Linked DNA regions of Mus musculus: regions 2 and 3 are each linked to region 1. The links are chromatin contacts, called in public HiChIP or PLAC-seq and Micro-C maps. All regions are on one chromosome and are shown on one strand. Each heading gives the region's core, a stretch centred on a gene start, on an enhancer-like site or on the middle of the called end of the contact. The rest is flanking DNA. Distances are from core to core; before and after follow the strand shown.

Region 1 (3,528 bases), core at 710-3,209:
ACGAGGACATTAACATTGAAGTGAAGTGAAGGATCTGAAGTATGAGCCTGCGTTACTTTATAGTCTAACTCGTCAATTGATTTAGAATCTGCACCTTTTTTTTTAGTCCGCAGCTCATCTATTAGTGGTTTATTATAGAGTGGCTTTTATGAAAATTTCGATTTAATCACAAGTCAGAAATATATGATTTAGTCATTCTATTTTACAGAAAGTGCTTTAAACTTTTTAATATAAGCTCAATATATACAGTAGGCTGATAAATTAATGAGATGGTTCACAGAAGTCATACATGAAAACCAGTGTGCTATTTTATTAGCTATAACTCTTATTTTTTTCAAGATTGGAGATAAATGTAAGCTTCATTTTGTAAGTCACATTATACATAATTTTAATATAATGAAAAAGTCCCTCTGTCTTAGATAGTCCAAAATTAACATTTGCAAGGCAATTTATAGTTTCCAAAGAGCTTCTCTCATCAATTATCTCAGAAAACTGAATAACGATGTGATTATTAAAGGTTAATTAAGCAAATACTTGTGAAGTAATTGGGAGGTAATCTATTTCTAATTTAACAGGTCATCAGGGGTATTTAGGAAATATTTTTTCTGGTTAATAACTCTAACCAAAACAAGATATTTAAATGGTTTCCCTAGTGGAAAACAATAAGCGAGTGTTTGCTCTTTTAAACCAATTGTTTCAAAGAGCCAGGGGAAGGGAGGGCTCCTAATTTCACTGTTTTAATGAGGTTTCTGAGCTCTTCATTCCCCACGTCAATCCATGCCTTATTTTGGAACTTTGGAATAAAATAAGATAAAATAGCAAGTGACTAGAGAAGGCATGGTGTGTGTTAGAAAAAGAAATGTCTTTTTTTGCTGGACACATCTTGGATATTGACTATACGCAGAAGGGCAAATAAAAATCCAACTCCTATCAACAACCCAACATGACTAAGTGAAGAACCAGGGTAGAACAGTATGGGCACTCTCGCCAGCAGACTACAGACTGTTTTCTCCTAACTTTGGGTAGCTCGATCCTCAGTAGTACCAGGAGGTTGAAAAACCAATTCCCGCGTGCTCCGCGTTTACTGTCGAGAGACACTTTGGATCTCAAGTACAAAACTGCAAAGTGACCATCCAGGGCCTAGGTAAAAGGCTGCAGTGACTGCAGAGAATTAGCCCCGGGGAGATTGAGTCACGGGGTTGGGTCCTGGCCTGGGCACGCGATGGAGTGGACTCCCCGCACCTTTGTCTGAGCCGGAGCCGAGTGTCTCAGTGGGGACGCGGGGCACCACGGTCCCGGCGGGTCGGGTACCGCCCGAGAGGAAGCCAGAGGTCGGCGCAGTGCGATCGGCCCCCTCCCACGGGAACCGCGCCAGGTCCCCAGCAAGAGCCGGGCGGCCTGCTATTGTTTTTGGCGAGCACATAAATCCGTGCGCCGACCCTCTGCGAACCCAGGTTTCCTCCCGGAGGCCATTCGGTTTCCTCTGAGGCCCTATATAGAGGCCCGGGGCAGAGAGGTGCGCGCAGGCTCGCGGCCTCCGTGAGCAGCTCCGGAGTCCGTGCGGCTCTGCCTCAGGTCTCCGTAGCCTTTGAAGCGGTCCGCGGAGGTGAGGGGAAATCTCTCCCGCGGGTTAGGAGCGGGAGGCGGGAGGCGAAGGAGGCGGATCGCTTCTCCGGGGTTTCCCTGACGCCAGCAGCAGCAGCAGAGCCCGGCGCGCGCGCCCCGCGCCCGTGCCCGTCTCCCGAGAGCCAGAGGGGGGAGGGGAGCGGGCCCGCCGCCTGCCCCTGCGCCAGCTCGGCTCCACCGCCGCGGCTGCCCGCGAAGCGACCGCCGGGATTGGAGCCCGGCAGGCCGCGGGGCGCGAAGAGGGTGCTCGTGGGGAGGGAGGCGCGCGTGCGCGGCTGTGAGCGTGCGCGGCACGGCGCGCTCCGGCGCCCGCCCCCCACCCCGCGGTCTCCGCCCCCCTCGCTCTACCGTGAGGAGCCCGAGTCGGCGGCGGGTGGCGGCGCCTGGAACCTGGAGAGACCGAGCCACCCCCCGGCTCTCGGCCGGAATGTACTGATTCTCCTCTGCTCTCCTCCCCGCCCCGCTGCAGGAGGGAGGCGCCCGGAGTCTTTCCCCCTGGGCGCGCGAGGGGGCCGCGCGGGCCGGGCCGGGCCGGGCTGGAGCCGAGCCCTGCGGCGCAGAGACCGGCTGAGGCGCGCTGAGGGAAGGGCGCGAGCGCTCCGCGGCGCTATCGCCGCCGCCGCCGCCGCCACTCGTGGGGTAGAGATGGCGGCGGAGCGCGAAGCCGGGCGACTCCTCTGCACCTCCTCCTCCCGGCGCTGCTGTCCGCCACCGCCGCTGCTGCTGTTGCTGCCGCTGCTGCTGCTGCTCGGACGCCCGGCGTCCGGCGCCGCGGCCACGAAGAGCGGCTCCCCGCCGCAGTCCGCAGGTAAGTCGGGCCGGGCCCGGGACGCCGTGGGGGCTGGGGCGCGGCACCGGCTCCCGTGGCCGCTGCGGTGGGTTTTTGTTGTTGTTTAGGATCCAGAGGGGAACGTGCGGGAACTTTTCCTCCTCGGCTCCCGTTGCTGGAGAGAAAAGGGTCTCGCGTGGTGGAAAGCGGAGCAGGCAGGAGGGGTTCCTACCGGGGGAGGGGCGCCTCCGGGATCCGGGCCGGAGCTCTGGGGTCCAGTTCTGCGCTTTGTACCGGGAGGCAGGTTCACCCCTCGCCTCTTTCCCCTCCCCCAGGCTCATCCCACTTGTAAGAGTGGGACATTCTTGTGCTCACACAAGCACCAGTAGAGGCCACTACACACCTCATTAGATAAACAATCGTACAGCCAATTCATTAATTTTCAGGAAGGGATGGAGGAGGGGGCTTGAATTCATTCTCTTCACCCTCCATCCCCCTCGGCCATGGGTTGCCCAGCTTCTGAAGTCCAGGGAAGCGCTGTCGGATCTCGAGGGACTCTTCGCTCAGTGATTGGAGCCTGGGTCTTCAGGAGAGGGGGTGCTAAGGGGCATACTAGCCCCTTCATGATCAGATCAGTGGTGTTGACTTAGCCTTGTGGACGCCTTGGAGAGCGGCTCCAAGTGATTCTGTGAAGTAGTGCCTCTTTACTAGGGATTTAACTATATTTCTATGTAACCCACTCTCAACTTCTGAAAAATTTCAGACATCGGATTTTTAAGGATTTGTCTAATTGTCTCTATGTGACTATATATGTATATGTGTGTGTATACACACACACACACACACATACACATATATACACATATATGTGTATATATATTCAGCATCTTTTTTTTTTCTGTGTGTTTCATGCATTCCTGGAGTCACCAGCATTCTTACATATTTAAGGGTGCCAATTGACACATCGCCAAGCCTCTGATAGTTGAGCAGGGTTCACTCGGCTCTTGAAGAGCAAATTGACATGTGCTTTGCTAACCTCGTTTACCTAAGGTGGTGTGCCATATAACTTGAAGAAACTTTCACTCACTTTGTGGAGATTTAGATTTTTAATACGAAGGTCACCTGATCAGACA
Region 2 (3,528 bases), core at 394-2,893, 620 kb before region 1:
ATTTCTCCCTTTAGATAGCTCTTTCTCAGGAGAGCTGCAATGTAACATTAATTACTTTGTAAACACTGACGGGATTCCAGAGAGAATTTGTTTCCATGGGCATACTGGGTATTCAGAGCCTACCTGCCTCCCCAAGCTTACCCCTAATGTGCATAAAAATAGTAAGGAGACAGAATCAAGTTGGTAGCCTTCAAGGTAACTACTTCATTCATTGACCAAAAGGATATAATGCATGCCCTTCTGGATATTTCACCCGAGGTTAGTCACTACATCGAGGATGGCCCGTACTTACAAGGAGACCAGTAATTTAGCAGCCTGGAGTGACACAGGACCAGAGGCCAAACCTAAGAATATTAATAGATCACACCGGATTCCAAAACCTAGCTGCCTCCATGCACGACTGGATTTTCACTATAAGGTTCACTTTTTCCAAACTACCAGTGTCCTGGATTTGGAAAAAGTGGTCGAGCTCTTATCTTACTATGACTGGGTATTTACTGGGTCTTTATAGCCTTCAGACTAGAAGATGCCCGGCTTTTTCAAAACCAGTATGCCGGCCACCTTGTGCATGCAGCCCCATCTTCCTCATAGCACTGACTTGACAAAATCTGCTTCCCTAATTAGACCGAGCTCTGTGGGCTATGTGTGTTCTGGTAGCGTCGGGCTCCAGTTTCTGTCGGGAACGGGTATGGGTTGATCGCCCACCCTCCCCCTCGCCAGCACGTGGGAGCAGCATGACCGATTAATCAGACGCATCGCAGTACGTGCCGCCCCTCCGCCGCAGGATGGAGCGCGAGAGCAATGAGGGCCCGTGCCCACCACCAAAAATCTGCGGGCACACAAAACAGGCAGCAATAGCGGCCAACCTTTCTTGCCAGGCCACCGGGAATACAAAAGTTACGTAACTTGTAGCTGCATTACCAAGGACCGCTAGTGACTGCATCCTACCTCCATGCACCGGACCACGAGGAGTCCGCGGACGTGACTAGAATGCGGGGGGAGGGGAAAAGCTGCGAGGGGGAGGGGCGAGGATATGGAGGTTGAAAGGATGCTGCGGCGCGGACGTGACCGGATCGGAGGGGGGAGGGGCGACGAAGAGCTGCGAACACTGGCGCGGGAAGAGAACGCTGACCTGAAAGGAGGATGAACGCGGAGGCTGAATGGGGGGTGGGGGTGGGGTGAGTAGGGGAATTATTTCAAGTAGAGATTAAGAGGAGGGCACCGAATTATGAGGGCACAGAGCTAAGAGGAAGGTCGTAAGTCGTAGTGGATGTAGGAGGACGAGCATCGGAGCAGGGCGAGAACAGGGTGGCGAGGATAGCAATAGTAAGATAAGAGGCTGGAACCAGATTGAGATGGAAGAGAGAGCAGAATGAGACCGTGGGAAAGGAGCTAGCCGGCCACCCTCAATTTGGAGGATTAAGACTTGGACTCAAGTGTGGCTCCTCCCCAACCCGGAGTGGGATGCTCGATGCCTGGCGCCTGAGTCCCGCGTGGGCAGGCAGGCCTGCGTTACACACCAGTGGGCATCGGCTCTGGGGACAGATGGCTTAGGTTCTCCCCGCTCACCTCGGGCGTACTTCGGTTCCTGCTGCGATACCTAGAGCGGACGTCAGTCAAGTGAAGACGAGTCGCTGCTGTGCGGGGCTGCGCCGACTGGGCCTCAAGGTTATCACAGCTGCGGGCCGCCGCAATCCCTCCGCAGCCCCGCCCCTCGCCCAATCCGGGCTGCGGCCGGCGGCGCCCCGCCTCTCAACGGGGCGCCCGCACCTCCTGAGAGAAGCTCAGGGTAGGCGGGACAAGCAGGTTGCCCTTTTGAGGAGGACTACCTTCCGTGGCGGAAGGACATCGTAGACCAAATTTGCTCAAGGGTTATCCTGTTGACCAATGGGGAAGTGGTGAGGGAGCAAGGCCCGCCCACCGGGCCAGCGCCGCCGCCGCCACCACCACCCCTAGGTTCCCGGGCGCCACCGCCACCTGTTGCTTTAGATCGGCTACAAAATGTTCCCTTTTTGGCCTTTTGCCCAGGTCTCCCCATCTGCCCTGGCCTACCAGGGCGGTGCCCAGATTTATAGGTCCACGGACATTCCTCCAGCCCCGCCCGGAGACTCTCCACCCTCCCGGCGCCCGCCCCAGTACACCCTCTGAGGCTGAGCGGAACGGGAAGCTGGGGTGATGGGAGCAAGAGAGTGGTGGAAGGTCTGGGCTGCCTCCTAGAGGGTTCCAGACTTAGAGGCTGGGTAGGAAGAACTTAAGTCTCTCTTTGGAACGTGAGCGCGACCTCCTAATAAGGAGGGCTAGATTGGACCCATGTTAATACTTTGAGTCTCGAATCCTGCACTTTTAAAATGCCTGGACCTGGACGCAGCAAACCAATCCAAGGTAATTAGTGCAGAACTGGACCTACGTGTAGCCATTATCTATGCAGGAGTCAACACTGGTTTTTGACTCAGGCGTGTATGTATTTAAATTTGTAGTATTGGAGGCATTAACAATTTTTTCCCTACAAAGTATTTTCTAATTTCCCAACTGTTAACACTAGTCTTCATTCCGCAGAGTTTTGAAAGCAGATACAATGTTGCCACATTCTAAATGGGAAGACTGTACCTTAGGTTTTGGATTTTTTTTGGTTTTGTTTTGTTCTTTTGTTTTTCTTGGTAAAAGATGGGTGTGACCATTTCAAGCAGACACTTCTTTGTAGTTGAATCACAGGCCTTCATCCCATTTTCGGTCAGTTTTGATTAGAGGGAAGGGTAACATAAATGCAATTTGTAGTGAAATAAAGTTTTTTAGTTTCTTCTATAAGTCCCCTTGGTCCCCTTAGTTTAGGGAAGTAAATGCTTGGTTATTATGGTGGAAAGAACATGAAGTTGGGGAGGGGGAGGTTATATCTGTGGAGGAAATCATTCCTTTCTGCAAGAGAAGGGGGTAGAAGAAATGACCTCTTTGTGCCTTGGACACACACACACAAAAGAACCATAGTGTTCAACAGGGTGACAGTTATCTATCTACTCATGTTGAGGTCCACTGTGCATACTGTGCGTCAAGCAGAGTAGCTCACACCTGTAATTCCAACGCTCAAGAGGCCAAAGTCAGTCTGAGCCACACAGATCTAGGCCCACGCAGGTCAGGGTTTCGGTTATAGATTCATATTCATTCTTTTTCTCCCTCCCTCTCTCTCCTCTCCTCTTTTACACACACACAGAGGAATGCACGCACACATGCATTAATGAACTCTACCATCACCACAAATCTAGATACAAAGCTTGGTGATCTTAAGTCTGTGACCTTGACACTTAGGGACTGAGGCAGAACTCCAGGCCAATCTGGATATGGACCCAGACTGACATGAATATCCATTAAACTGGAGAATTGGTGCTAGCCAAGAATTGCTCTTCATCTGCAGGCTTCAATGATCTGACAGTTACACAAATGGGGTCTATGGGAAGTGTTCTCATTAGATGACAGAATGTGTCACAGTAACTTCCTACTATCTTGCTTCTGCTGAGAAATCGGCATGGTATAGAG
Region 3 (3,528 bases), core at 472-2,971, 580 kb before region 1:
TTACAGGTGGTTGTGAGCCACCATGTGGTTGCTGGGAACTGAACTCAGGACCTCTGGTAGAGCAGTCCAGTGGTCCTAACTGCTGAGCCATCTCTCTCACTCCTGACTGTAGCTCTATAAGCAAAGATTTTACTGTTTTCACCATTCTCAGCCTCTATAACACATTTACTGAATTAGTGAATGAGCCCTCAGCTATGTACCTAGGCCAAATAGGAGGTAAGTATAAGAACTTAAATGCTGCTACTAAACTGACAAAAATCACACAAAATGCTTTTTAAAAATCAAGACTTCATTCACCTTCAAGAGCAGCTGAGGTGCCAATTATGAAGTTTGGGACCAGGGTTCTTTTAGATTGAAAACAGTCAAATGCTGCTCTGGACGAAGAGGGAAGCACTACAGTCCAGCCTGGGTTGTCTTGGGGTGAGCAGTAGAATGAGGGCAGCTTAGGCTAGAAGTGCCAACTTTCTCAAGGTCTTTCACTGTAGAAGTCAAGGAAAACTGAGCATCTCCTCAGGGTTTGCTGCTTGGTTTCTGATGCTATTAAAAGGAGGGGGTAAAAAAAATCAGTTTTTCTAAGGAAAAGACAGTTATGAAATGACCAGCTTCTCCAACCAGACTGTTTTAGTAAAAAAAGACTTGAATCCTCAACACTCCATGGCCTTCTCTCAGGAATGGAGAGTAGATTTAAAAGCTGGAGAGTGGGAAAAGGCAGATGGTGGAGCACGGAATTCATTAAAAAAGAAAAAAAAAAAAAAAGAGGGGGCTGAGAGATGACCTAGTTCAAAGTTTTCATGTTACATATTTAATACTCCAACCTAGGGAGGTCACAAAACTTGCATAAGTAACTTGAACGTTTGATAGGGCCAAATCTATCCATTTTTTCATGTAATAACTAGTTCGGGGTGGGGGTGGGGGGCAGATCTGGAACCTTTCAAGAGGAGCTAGATCAAATAGAGACTATTAAGAGTGCCCAGAGAAGTGTGCTGTTAGGCTCAGTGTTTATTCTGGGGGATGGCAGCTCGCATTAACACGCTTGGTCTATTTCTATGAGATCGTGCCAACGGTAAATAAGCCTTCGGACGACCCACAAAGGTCTTTTTCTCTACGTCCATTGGCACTTTTCAGAGTGACCATTTAACGTATACCTAGTCAAGAGACGCCTCTGATCTCAACGTCTACATTCTGGGCTTGACTTCCAGCTCAGTGTGCTAGGAGAAGAAAACTCCACTCCAACGGAAGTGTCAAAAGGACTAGGCTACTAAACAAAGGGCGAAGGAGGGTGCGGAGGGGCGAGACCCGCGGGCCAGCGCTAACCCTAGCCCGGGCGGAGGGAGAAGACCAAGACGCTCGCGAGGACACCTGCGCATGCAGGGCAGGGCCTGAGGCCTCTTCTCCAGGTGTCCCCCAAAGCCCTCAGCTCCGGCCTTCCCCGTTAAGGACCCGTCTGCGGCTCGCCGCCGCCAGCCGCCCAGCCGAGCGAAGCCTGTCAGCATCCCTTACTTGGTCCCTCAGGCAGGGCGGACCTTGCCAGCAGCCCGACCGCCCCGCCCCATCCCCACTCCAGCCTCCCCACACGCCAGCCTAGAGAGTACTCACGGCGACCCCGGGCCGCGCGCGGCCGCCGCGGAGGGGACGAGCGGCCCGGGACGCCCCGCGGGGGCGGAGCGGCAGGCCAAGGGGCGGGGACCGAGGCGGGCGGGTGAGGTCGCGCACCACACGCCTCAGCGTGCGGTCTCGGGCACGCCGGGGCGCTCTGCGCATGCTCAGGCGAAGACACCGCGATCAGGTGTCCTCTTCCGACCAACCGCGGTGCGTGCTGTACCTGGGCGTGTCCCCACCCCAGGGTGCTAGCCAGGGCGCGCGTGCGCAGTGATCCAGAGTTGAAGGCGTGAGGAAGCGAGAGAGTGGCGCTTGCGCTTTGGGGCCCGGAGGGAGCTTGAGAAAGAGGTTCTCCGGACATGCCGAAATATAATGTTTTTCTTTGTCGCCTCGTGTGGTTAGGAGGGTTGCAGAAGAAGGTAATCTAGATTGCCTATATAGAGATACTGAGGTGCCCCTTTGGTGCAGCTTGAAGCCAGACAAAAATAGGAATCAAAAGTTAAAATTCTGAAATCTGACTTGCTCCCATGTTCATTTGCTTCGGTGTACCGACCGCACCCAGGCTTTCTCATCACACAGGGGACTGGGGACATAGCTCACTTGGAAGAGTGTTTGCCTAGCAACCACAAACCCTTAGTTTATGCACAGGTGTGTAAATCCCGTGTCGTGCCTGTAGTCTGTATAATGTTATCTCAGCATTCAGAAAGTTGAAGCACAAAAATCAAGTTAGAAGTCTTTTTGTTTTTTGTGGTTTTTTTGTTTTTGTTTTTGTTTGTTTTGTTTTGTTTTTCGAGACAGGGTTTCTCTGTATAGCCCTGGCTGTCCTGGAATTCACTCTGTAGACCAGGATGGCCTCCAACTCAGAAATCCACCTGCCTATGCCTCCCAAGTGCTGGGATTAAAGGCGTGTGCCCCCATAGAAGTCTTAAGCTACATAGCCAATTCAAGGCCAGCCTGGGATATATGAAACCATCTCAGAAATTAACTAAATGAAACATTTTAGTTGGGATGGAAGAGAAAGCTCAGCAGCCAAGATCAGTGGCTGCACTTGTCAAAGGCCTGGGTTGGGTTCCCAGCACCTACGAGTCAGTTCACAATAATTTGAAACTCCAGTTTCAGGAGATCTACTACCCTCTCTGGCCATCACAGGCACTAGGAACCAATGCGTTGCACGCACATATATGCAGGAAAACACAAACATGCATATGTAAAATTAATCTTAAAAAAAAAAAGTGGGGCTGGAGAGATGACTCAGGGGTTAAGAGCACTGGCTGCTCTTCCAGAGGTTCTGAGTTCAATTCCCAGCAACCACATGGTTGCTCAGAACCATCTATAGTGAAATCTTGGGCCCTCTTCTGGCATGCAGGTGTACATGCAGATACTCATACATTAAAAATAAAAAAAACCCTTAAAAAAAAAAAAGTGTGGGACGGTAGTGGTGCATGCCTTTAATCCCAGCACTTTAAAGGCAGAGGCAGATCTCTGAGATGCTAGTCTGGTCTACAGCACTAGTTCTAGGACACTCAAAGCTACACAAAGAAACAGTCTCAAAAAAAAAGAAGGAAGGAAAGAAGAGAAAATTAAATTATTGCATTCTTGGCTTGAGCCGTTGTGCTTGCCCCCTGGGTTCTAGTTTCTCTCCTTGCTTACTCATGAGTCTCAACTGGATCGAGCCAAGGATCCCCAGGCCGCTGACTGCTAACAGATTTTGGTGTTTTGTTACATTGTAATAACTGAAGAAAACTGAGGGATATACTCCAGTCTCAGAGTGCAATAGTTCACAGTAGTTCAGAACTGGACTTAGGGTCACATAGTCTTCTGAGAGCATGCACTGTGGAAATGTGTTCAACATAAGAAAACACAAAGGTTTTGTTCCCATGAATGAAATGTGGAATGGCAGAATCCCACAACCTCCCAGGATTCCCTCTC

The links. Hi-C and Micro-C count contacts between places; a contact is called where the count stands out from the background. HiChIP or PLAC-seq counts read pairs in DNA pulled down with a chosen protein or histone mark.
Region 2: a contact with region 1 is called in an H3K27ac HiChIP or PLAC-seq map of extraembryonic endoderm stem cells, with 8 times the contacts expected there. The contact joins the promoter of Pkm here to the promoter of Neo1 in region 1. A contact is called at or near these places in 3 of 39 promoter capture datasets (cranial neural crest, embryonic stem cells and frontonasal cranial neural crest), 2 of 484 Hi-C or Micro-C datasets (embryonic stem cells and uterus) and 3 of 115 datasets of contacts at active chromatin or transcription factors (astrocytes, extraembryonic endoderm stem cells and pancreatic cancer cells).
Region 3: a contact with region 1 is called in a Micro-C map of embryonic stem cells, with 7 times the contacts expected there. The contact joins the promoter of Parp6 here to the promoter of Neo1 in region 1. A contact is called at or near these places in 3 of 39 promoter capture datasets (the 3T3-L1 cell line and cranial neural crest), 2 of 484 Hi-C or Micro-C datasets (embryonic stem cells and forebrain) and 4 of 115 datasets of contacts at active chromatin or transcription factors (the NIH/3T3 cell line, embryonic stem cells and pancreatic cancer cells).

The regions. Positions count from the first base shown.
Region 1 is chr9:59,034,872-59,038,399 of GRCm38.p6, reverse strand. Neo1 (neogenin) reads left to right here and starts at 1,959. Exons shown (of 28, transcript NM_001042752.1): 1 at 1,959-2,434. The coding sequence starts at 2,272.
Region 2 is chr9:59,654,691-59,658,218 of GRCm38.p6, reverse strand. Pkm (pyruvate kinase, muscle) reads right to left here and starts at 1,643. Exons shown (of 11, transcript NM_011099.4): 1 at 1,570-1,643. Gm51708 (a long non-coding RNA gene) reads left to right here and starts at 2,313. Exons shown (of 4, transcript XR_003948336.1): 1 at 2,313-2,382.
Region 3 is chr9:59,615,477-59,619,004 of GRCm38.p6, reverse strand. It overlaps Parp6 (poly (ADP-ribose) polymerase family, member 6), which reads right to left and starts at 1,721. Exons shown (of 24, transcript NM_001205239.1): 1 at 1,597-1,721; 2 at 298-537. It overlaps Gm51709 (a long non-coding RNA gene), which reads left to right and starts at 1,881. Exons shown (of 3, transcript XR_003948337.1): 1 at 1,881-2,018.